Linked DNA regions of Mus musculus: all the other regions are linked to region 3. Evidence: chromatin contacts called from public HiChIP or PLAC-seq and promoter capture Hi-C data. All regions are on one chromosome and are shown on one strand. Each heading gives the region's core, a stretch centred on a gene start, on an enhancer-like site or on the middle of the called end of the contact. The rest is flanking DNA. Distances are from core to core; before and after follow the strand shown.

Evidence for each region. Promoter capture Hi-C pulls out the DNA fragments that hold promoters and counts their contacts. HiChIP or PLAC-seq counts read pairs in DNA pulled down with a chosen protein or histone mark.
Region 1: a contact with region 3 is called in an H3K27ac HiChIP or PLAC-seq map of embryonic stem cells, with 5 read pairs. The contact joins the enhancer-like site here to the promoter of Xpo6 in region 3. A contact is called at or near these places in 2 of 39 promoter capture datasets (embryonic stem cells and hippocampal neurons), 1 of 484 Hi-C or Micro-C datasets (nephron progenitors), 3 of 115 datasets of contacts at active chromatin or transcription factors (embryonic stem cells, large pre-B cells and memory CD8 T cells) and 3 of 9 other capture datasets (adipose tissue, liver and pancreatic islet).
Region 2: a promoter capture Hi-C map of the HPC-7 cell line shows a contact between it and region 3, with 2.7 times the contacts expected there. The contact joins the enhancer-like site here to the promoter of Xpo6 in region 3. A contact is called at or near these places in 7 of 39 promoter capture datasets (3T3-L1-derived adipocytes, the C10 cell line, the HPC-7 cell line and 4 more), 20 of 484 Hi-C or Micro-C datasets (CD4 T cells, CD8 T cells, the G1E-ER4 cell line and 12 more), 10 of 115 datasets of contacts at active chromatin or transcription factors (the 230-238 cell line, CD8 T cells, the HPC-7 cell line and 5 more) and 4 of 9 other capture datasets (adipose tissue, liver, macrophages and 1 more).

What each region holds. Positions count from the first base shown.
Region 1 is chr7:126,300,747-126,303,960 of GRCm38.p6, forward strand. No RefSeq gene overlaps it. Among named protein-coding and RNA genes, the nearest start is that of Sbk1, 30 kb to the left of the region's middle. Within about 2 kb of position 1,810, at least 5 of the 459 cell types and tissues checked have an H3K27ac peak or open chromatin away from gene starts, as enhancers often do. A contact at or near this core is called in embryonic stem cells, where this site is marked.
Region 2 is chr7:126,134,283-126,137,809 of GRCm38.p6, forward strand. All of the region lies in intron 9 of Xpo6 (exportin 6), which reads right to left. Among named protein-coding and RNA genes, the nearest start is that of Gm30807, 36 kb to the left of the region's middle. Within about 2 kb of position 1,324, at least 94 of the 459 cell types and tissues checked have an H3K27ac peak or open chromatin away from gene starts, as enhancers often do. A contact at or near this core is called in CD8 T cells, the HPC-7 cell line, Th17 cells and 7 more, where this site is marked.
Region 3 is chr7:126,199,030-126,202,397 of GRCm38.p6, forward strand. Xpo6 (exportin 6) reads right to left here and starts at 1,472. Exons shown (of 24, transcript NM_001311143.2): 1 at 870-1,472. The coding sequence starts at 872.

The sequences.
Region 1 (3,214 bases), core at 560-3,059, 100 kb after region 3:
ATGTGCCACCTTGGCCTTCTAGTAGGGCATGTGATGCTGAGCAGGTCCTGAAAGTATGGAGACAGCTCTAAATGTCCAGATCTCTGTGTGCCCATCTTATTTCCTCTCTTGGGGAGCCTAACTCAGGAGGGTGGGAGACTCTGCCCAGCCCTGGATACTAAGCTAAGTGTGGGCACAGAGGCTCTTGATATACAAAGGGAAGCTAACTATCCTAATTTGCTTTCCTGCTGCTGTGATAAGCTATGATCAGAAGCAGGTCAGGGTGCAGGGAGGGGTTTGCTTCAACTTACACCAGGTAACAGTCTTTCCTTGAGAGAACTCAAGGCCGGAAATGGCAGCAGAAACCTAGGAGGAAGACTGCTGACGGGCTCCATCTCTGGCTAGCTCTTGCTTGCTCTCTGCCAGCTTTCTCGTACAGCATAGACCCACCTGTCAGGTGTGGTGCCACCCCCGTAGGTGTAACCATCAGTCAAGATGAGGCTCACAGCCATGGCCACAGGCTGATCTGATAAAAGCAGTTCTTCAGCCCGTTCCCTCTTCCCAGGTAGCACTAGGTTGCTGAAAAAGCATGTACCACTCTTCCTTTCTCCTCTCCCTCTTTATAGCATCCTTCTCCACTCTTTTACCTTTCTTCTATTTCACCTTTTGCTCTCCCCCATCCGCAGCTCCCACAGCCTTGCTGAGGGAATGGACACACTGCTCTTTCTCTTTCTCTGTTCCAGCCCACCTTTACTTCATTTGTTTATACACTGACCCTAAAGGACTGTGCATGTGTTCCTTACGCATGCTTGTGTGTGCATACGGTGGCAAGAGCAGCCACTCAGTGCCTCAGACCCCCGTGGTCCCTTGTCTGCATAGAACAGGTCTCTAGTTGCAGGTGGACAAGGAGTCAGCGAAATGAATGACAGACAGACACGGACGCAGCACAGGATTGTGTAGAATCTGAATGTAATTTGTCAGGTCGAGCATCGAACTTTTTATACAGAAGAATAACAAGAAACCAGACCATATACATCCGCTGAGTTACAGTGACACAAAACATAAGGAATATATACATCAAAAGAAGGTGGGGACCAGGCCACTGCCACTAAGAAGGGAGCCAGGTGTAATGCTAGTCTATTGTTAAGCCCACCACCAGGGGTTCTTAGTAAATACCAGATTTATGCTGTTTCTTTGGGCCTAGTGAAGAAACCTGTCTCAGGGGGATTCCCTAACTCTTTCATGGTAAACCCACCTATTTGCTAGGCCATTGTGTATTCCCTTGTCTGGCTAAGACTGACTATTGTCTCAAGTAAACACTCTGCAGATCAGCCCTGAGCTATTCCGGCTCCGTTGTTTGTAATGCCTAATTAGTTTCACCTTCTCTACTAGAAGTAAATTTGAATGTTACTGAATAGATAACCTTCTTACTGAATTCCTACTGAATTCCAAGTTTGTCGGCTTCAAGGATTTTCTGGGACGTTGGAACACTGGCGAAGGCTTAGCTATGTCAGAATCCAATCTTAAAGGGCACTTATAATAAAATAATACTAAAAGAGAGCACATGGATCCATACACCAGACTAACGCGGGGATAGGGTATGAGTATACAGGTTATGAGAATGCCAAGGTTCCAGGAGGTGAGTTTCTCTGAAACTCTTTGCCTTGTGAGTGCTTCCAGGCTTCTCAGCCTGTCAAGCAGACTACACTGGAGTGTGCGTAGCACCTCAGAGGACTTCCTTTCTCACGAGCACCTTATGGCCTTGAGGCAGGGTCTCTCACTGTACCAGGTCATCAGGTTTGGATAGACTGGCTGGGCAGCGAGCTCTTGGGATCTGCCTGCCGCTTATCCTAGTGCTAGGATTGCAGACACTAGCCATGCCTCTATGTGGGTGCTGAGGGTCTGCAGAGCAGCCACTCTTACTCACCCACCTAGCTTCCCAGCCCCCATCTTCAAAATTAGAATTTCTTTGACAATTTTATACATGGGAACAATGCATTCTGGTCATACACCTGCTCCACTATCTCTTTTTATTGTCATTTTGTGTAGATTTTGCTTTATGACCATGGGCATGGGTGTGGAGCTGCCCCTTGGAATAGTAACTCATCAGAGGGTACACTACTGAAGATACTGACTTCCTGACCCCATTAGCTTACCTGGGTGGGACAAAGTCCGACGAGCCTCTCTCTGTCTGTGACTGTCCTTGTCTGCAGGCTGTGCTTGTGCAGGTCCTACGCAGACAGCCACAGATGTTCATGAGTGTCACAATCCATATCATAAGATAGCATTTCATGGCCTTCCTCCCTCCGGTCTGGATCTTATATTCATTTTGCACCCTCTTCTGTGATGTCCCCTGATCCCTGGAGCTGGTGATGTGGGTGTGTCATTTAAGGTGGAACAGCGATGTGGGTGTGCTATTTAAGGTGGAACACTCAACAGTCACTTGCTCTCAGCACTTTAACCAGCCACAGATTTCTGAATTAACCACTGATTGCAACAAAGAGAAGCTTCTTTGGTCATGGCTGATGGTAGCACTAGTCCGTGGTGTATGTATAAATATTTAGGAAGCAGCTTGGCAGCATACCCACTTAGCAAAACTAAGCAGACTCAGCCCCAGTGCCATGACCTCTCTTCTTAGCCCCTAACCATGTGTTCAGTACTAGGAACGAAGTCCCTCCTGTGGACCAGGACTCAGATCAAATAAAAAATACTGTGATTAATATTAATAAATAAGGTCACCCCCTTAACCATCATGTCACCATGGCACCAGTGAGCTTGACAAGTTGGCACTGTAGCATGTAAAGTTCCAAGTTAGAAAAAAAAAAGATTTCTGGGTTTTCTCCCCCAGCTGCCTTGATAGCACTTTCCAGTCCTGTGAAGGGTAGCCAACCATCAGTGAGGGGAGGCTTCTGTCCAGTTCCAGCATATTCTCCAACCAGCATGTGTGGTGTCTTCTGCAGTTTGCATTTTCTTATCAGACAGTTCTGGAGATCAATCAAGAGTAATGGCCATTGGTGGCTCGGTAGGAGCTCTGGAGCCTTTATGGCCAGCAACTCCCATATCTGCTACAAGGGTTGTTGTTTAGTAACCCATGGTCTCTGGGGTTGGTAATATCCTCCCATGTGTAGTGCTTCTGTTCAAAGTCGTTTTAAAAAGCTGTGTTTTAAGATTATCGTATAAGGTAGTGGGTTTCCATGTGCCTTTTTTTTTTTTTTTTTTTAATGGGTTTTCAAGA
Region 2 (3,527 bases), core at 74-2,573, 65 kb before region 3:
AACTCAGGTCCTCTGAAAGAATAGTCAATATTCTTAACTGTCAAGCCATCTCTCCAGCCCCTTGAGAAATTTTAAAGAACTGATGAAAATCATACAACTAGAGGCAGAACACAAAACTGAACTGGAAAACACTAACAAAGATATATGGAAAACTCCCAAATATTTGGAGATTAGATAAAGAGGTTTTAAAGTGAAATTTGATAATAATTTAAGTGACATGGTATATAGAAAATTCTTGATAGATTTGAAGTAGGACTTAGGGGTAAATTTATAGTATTGAATGTACATATGTTGGGCTGGGGAGACAGCTCAACAGTTAAGAAGGCCTTGCTGCTCTTGTACAGGACCCAGGTTCAGTTGCCAGCATTCACACAGTAACTAACAACTGTCAGTAACTTCAGTTCCAGAAGATATAAACCGACCAACACTAATACACACAAAAACCTTTAGAACAATGTGTATATGTAAAAATGGAGAAAAGCCCTAGTCGACATAAACTCAGCTAGACAAAACTAGCCAAGTTAAAGCATCTAAAAAGTAAATACAAAAAAGCCAAGAGCATGGAAATGAGTCAGCACACAGAGACTAGACAGTGTTCACATGAGTAACCGCAAGGGACTGATACAAATCCTCCATGATGTTTCCCTCTCCATGAAATAATAACTAGTGCATAAACACCTCCCTGAAGGAGCTAACTGGCTAACAGTCTAAGTTAATGATGCTCAAATTCCTGAGCTGCTCTGTAGTCAGCACTTACCAGTCAGCACTCTTGTGACAAAAGAGTTCACAGAACATGACACAATAACTTAGGTTGCTTCACACACTGGTTTCTTCCTCTTTCTGTAAAACCCAAGTTTCTACACAAATGCCTGGCCCCGTAGAAGAGAAAGAGAAAGGGGTGAACAGGCAGCAAGAACTTTCTCAGGGAGCACCAACTGCAAGCCAAGGCCCCACATGCTGGCTCAGGGCTTTCATCCACAGTGTGAGGAAGATATAACCACTCCCAAAACAAAGGAACAAATGGGACCTGAGATATGGGCTCTCAATGCTACTACCTCTAGCTGAGGAGCAGGACAATCAATTCCATCCACAACTCTAATACAGGCATTTATCTGTGTCCTGAAGTCCCACCAGCAATTAGCCAGAAACTTGAATATTCTCAATGAACAAGAAACATGCTGTTTCCAACATGTTCATTTCCAAGCTCCTAGAAACACAAATAAATCTCAGTACATTTGTGCTTCAAAGTCTGTACCCTACAATGCAACTTTGTTGTAACAAATGATGCAAAACTCAAAAACCACAAGGATAGGAACTGAGTACTATCTTTGTGACTTAACCACACCTATGTTTCCCATTTGAGACACCAAGAAAACAATTTCTGACTACTTCCTATAGCTCAATCAGTCGTTTTGAAGTTCTGGCTTAAGTCACAAGTGTGATTCTAAAAGTATGCCTGTGTTGTTATTAGATGACCAACATCCGATCACATTTCATGCTCACAGTAAAAATAAGTACAATAATTACCAGCACTAATGTTCTTTATCAGCTACTCCTGTAACACATCTCATCTCTGAGACACTAGGCAGGAGTGATTCCTAAACCTTCAAACCCTTCACTGAGAAGCTTTGCACTCACAATCTGTTGTAGAGATGTATAGTGTACGGACTGACACAGAGTGAGGGTCAGTGTCCTTCCTTTGTACATACACGTGGACTATCTTGGGGCTGTTCTTTCACTACACTCCTTTAACTACAGAAGAGAGTTAAGTACGAAAAACAGGTCCGAGGAGGTGGCTACCGTTTAACAGAAATCAGACCAGCTTTGAGGATTTCCTTTTTCTGCTTTGCTAAAGGTGTGTGTGTGTGGGTGGGTGGGTGTACATATAAATATTTAAAAATTAAATCACTACTATGTGCAGAATAAAAAAATCAGCAAATTATTTATTATTTTATAGGAGCTCACAGTTAAGAGACTCTGAATTGGAAAGAGATTCTAGACCTTAAAACCAGAAACTTGTAATGATGGTGAGACTTTTAAACTTATAAATCCAAAATTTATATTACTATATTAACTAAATAATTATGACAAAAAAAAAAAAGCAACGAGTCTAGAGAAATGGCTCAGACGTTAAGAATGGTTCTGCTCTTAGAAGAGCACCTGATTTTGTTTCCTAGCACCAACACAGAGTGGCTTACAACTCCCGGGAACTCTAGTTCTGGGAGGATCTGAACCCTCTTCTAGTTTCTATGGGTACCTATACCCATACAATTAATTGTAATTGTAATGGCATACAATTAAATATTCTCTCTCTCTCTCTCTCTCTCTCTCTCTCTCTCACACACACACACACACACACACAAATAAAAATATATCTTTAATGAAAAATTAAGTTTATCAATGAGAAAAATTTCCTAGCATTTAAAGGAGCCAGCCAGAATTCCTGAGCATTGTGTTATCAGATGGCAGGTGGTAAAGGCCTTTAGCTGTCCATGATCAGCAACCATGTGGCAGCAGCATTTCATTATTTCTTTTCTTCATCATCATCACTGTAAGCATTAGTGTTTAATATTCAGCTCAACTGTGTCCATGTTTTATGTGCATGACTTCCAAAATCCTAACCCTCCTGCAAGATATCCATTGTGTGGGCAGAAAATTGACAGCCTTGCACCTGACCAAAAGAAATCCTTGAAGCAGAAGAGGCATTTAAACTCCCTCTATCACTGTCCCACCTACTGGTACAAACTCTCCAGGAACCTGTACTTTTAATACTAGCAATCTCCTTTGTGGTGTTACATCCCCCATACCTCTTGTGTGTTCTGTGATTTAAAGACTATTTTCCTGTTAATCACTTTTACACTTCATTCTCCAAAACTCTACAATATAAAAAAATATCTATATCACTGAACACAAGAGAGTGAGGTACAATCCCAGGGCATGCCTATTTGGAGGACAAGAAACAAATTTTGATTTAATAGCTTTTCTTTGAAGAATCACGTTCAAAATGCAACTGTCAAAGTCGGTAACCTTACTGGACCTACTATTCTGTATTAAGGTTTATGCTGCATGAACACACTCTCCAGCCATGACTTCATTTGACCTGACAGTAAAGCAACTCAGAAGTTATTCTGTAATCAAAGAATGTTTGCAAATGAAAGAACAAAATTTTAAACTTGAAATTTTAGTATTTAATTTAAAAATCCAGAAAACCTTAGCAGTGAAAAGAGTCCTAGAGACCTACTACATCCTCTCTTCCCAGGAGAAAATATCTACCTCCTTCAATTTGGCATAATTCTGGGGAAGGGTCTTCACTACCTCCACTATTATGGTTAGAAGTAATGTACACATAGAAGATATGCCACTAAGAGGTAGGGTATTGAAGGGTGGTGACTGGGTAGTTACTAGTCTCATGACCTGAAAGGAAGGGTGCAGCTTGTCCCTGGTCTCTTCTTCCCACCACCAGTTCATGGCCCTCACCTTCCCCAACCACTATGATGTGATCATCCTTGCTCCACCCATGCTTCCCA
Region 3 (3,368 bases), core at 222-2,721:
TCACTCATCATGGGCTAGATGCCAAACTGAGGCAGATAAAGAATCAGAGGACTAACTTCACCTTGCCTACTGTGATGGGCAGATAAGGCTCAGAAACATTAAAATGGCAAAAGACAAGCACTCAACCAACTGCTCTGAGTACACAAACCCCAAGGACTATGGAAAAGCTAAAAAGCCTGCAAGAAGAGGAGGTATTTTCCTTTCAGAGAGGTTTTTTTTAGTGGGACCTGAAAGTATGCATAGTTTTCCAAGGAAAAGGCCAGAGCAGAAAACAAAAAGAACAGCAACCAAGATGTCCAAAGACCCCACTGCTGACTCTGCCATCGTCTGTATCCGTAACCAGTAACCTCTACAAATACTACTTTAGATTTCTGCAAACGCAAACCTACCGCTGGACAGATGGTCTCCAAAAATCCAGCCAGTTCTATAACAGATTGCTTATGTTCAAATAGTGCTACTAACCCAAAAGAGTCAACTGACCTTGGGCAGAGTAATTAACTGCTTCTTGCCTCAAGTATCCCCCATTTCCAATCAGGGGGTTGATATACTAACAAAATACATACCACTGACTTAGCAAAGGAAATGACACACAGTATGCCATCAATAAATAAATGATACTGATAATCACGACTTGCTGCACAAGGGCACAGCCAACAGTGAGGCAGGGGGTTGTATCCGTGGCGCTACTCAAGACATCCAGTGGGGGTGGGGGTGGGGGCAATGGGAGCGTACAGCCGGTTGCACACCCTGCACGCATGTGTCACCGGCCAGGCTCGCACGCGCCTCTCCCCGCCTCAGGGAAGAAGAGATGGCTCAGCTGCTCTGAGGCCCACTGCCACCCCTCCAACCCGGTCCCTGGACCCACTCACCATGCTGGCCGGGAAGGGGATGGCTCAGGTGAGCTAGCTCTTGGGATCCGTCGTGTCCCGCTCGCACAGTTCAGGTCATGGTCCCGGCAGGCTCGGGGAGTCCCCCGCCCATGCAAAGACAACCGGTTCCCTACCCGGGCCCCGCCGGCACCTTTAAAAGGAGCACACGGGCCCCTTCGGGGACCCCCCGAAGCGATTCATCCAGACCTCGGCCCACCCCGGGGAAACGCAAAAGCAGAAAATGGGGTTCAGAGGCGGCTACACGAGGCCCCCCGCCTGGGCCCGACCCCCGAGAGGGAGGCTGCGGGCCCAGGCAGGGACTCCCCGGCCTCCGCGGCCCGAGGCGGCGACGGGCCTCAGCCGAGACTGAAGGGGCAGAGGCTGCCTGGGCCTGGGCGGCGCGGCCGGCTCAGGAGAGAGGCCCGCGGGCCCTTGCTGTCCTCGCCACCTCTGTCCTCGCGGCGGGCTCCCTCCGCATCCCTGCGCGCCACCAGTAGCCGCGGCTCGCCCCTCGCGGCCACCCTCTGCCAACAGCCCAACGCGCCGGAAGTGGCGAGCACCAGGCGGCCCCTCAGCCCGCGGCCTGCTGCGGCGCTGGAACCGGACCAATCCGGAATCAAGTGAGGGCAGAGGAGGGCGGGGCCGCACCTGACTGTTCACTGGCCCCGCCCACCACGTCCCCGCCCAAGAGGCCAGGGACCGCCGCGTTGGTAAAGGGACACGCGGCCATTTTGGTAAAGGAAAGGTTTCCCTTTCGTTTCTTTTCACTCATTCATTCCGCAAATCTTTTCTGAGCATCTTTCCGGACCCTGACACCGGACTAGAAGTTCGGCGATGCTGGTCTGTGCTCTCCTGGGATCTTATTCATTCAGTCCACAGTTCTGGGTCCTAGGACCAGAAAGTGTCACAGGATGAAATTGAAACACTTAGTGTCACGATCTAAATTGGCTTCATCCCTAATTCCAGACTCCAACACCAGGTGACTCAACACCCTCTTCTGGACTCTGGAGACACCTGCACCCATACTCACATAGCATACACATATATAGGTACACAAACATGCATGTAAATAAAATAAGTTTTTATGGGATATGGCTCAGCCTTTAAAGGTACTTGCCACTATGTCTGACAACCCAATCTAAGTTCAATCCTCAGAACCTGTACTGGTTTAAATAAGAATGCCTATCCCATATCTAAAGCTTAGTCATCAGAAGTGGCACTATTTGAAACCGATTAGAATGATTAGGTGTGGTCTTGTTGGAAAAATGTGTGTCACTCGGGGTGGGCCTTAAGAGTTCAAAAGTCACCGGGCAGTAGTGGAGCTTGCCTTTAGTCCTATCATTTGGGAGGCAGAGGCAGGCAGATTTCTGAATTCGAGGCCAGCCTGGTCTACAGAGTGAGTTCTAGGACAGCCAGGGCTACACAGAGAAACCCTGTCTCAGAAAAAAAAAAAAAAGAGTTCAAAAGCCAATGGCAGGGATGGTGAGATGGCTCAGTGGTTAAGAGCACCGACTGCTCTTCCAAAGGTCCTGAGTTCAAATCCCAGCAACCACATGGTGGCTCACAACCATCTGTAACAAAATCTGATGCCCTCTTCTGGAGTGTCTGAAGACAGCTACAGTGTACTTACATAGAATAAATAAATAAATAAATAAATAAATAAATAAATAAACATTTAAAAAAAAAGCCAATGGCAAACCCAGTCTCCTTTTGTGAATCAGATGTATCTTTTAGCTACTGTTCCAGTACCATGCATGTCGACCTGTTCCCTGCCATGATGATAGACGGACCATCTGAAACTGGAAGCAAGCCCCCAATTAAATGCTTTCTTTTACAAGAGTTGTCATGGTCATGGTATATATTCACAGCAATAAAACAGTGACTAAAACAAAACCCAATTGAAGAAGGAGAAAATAAATTACCACAAATTGTTGTCTTTTGACCACACTAGTATCATGCTTGCACAGGGACACACACACACATTAGGTCTCAGGCAGTCCACATATCCAGAATGAGCTCAAGATGGACTATAGAAGGAATTCTGGTGTTAGATAAAAGCCAGAATTCCTAGGAAACTTGTGAAACAAGTTCCTATTCCCCCAAAAGGAGTCCTTTCCCTTACTTCTGGCAGAAGGGACACCTGGCTCTCCACTGACTTATAGCTATGGCACTTATCAGCATATCCACGTGGCCTCCAGGCTGCTGAGGTCCCTATTCACAAGTACTTGTTACTCACTTCAAAGATTCCACACTAGCATCCTGACCCTTCTCACCTTCTCCCTCTACCCTAAAACTTCATGGCTGCTTCCCACCCCCACCTACGCATCCACCTTATAACTTAATGATTTTCCACCCCCTCCTCCCTGTCTCCCCAACTCTCTCCTCTCCAGATGGCCCTGCCCATCTCCTATCTACTTTTTCTCTCTGCTCTGGAATCTTTCAGGGGCCTCTGGATGTTTTCTCTCTTTTTCAAAAAAAAAAAAAAAAAGGAAAAAAAAA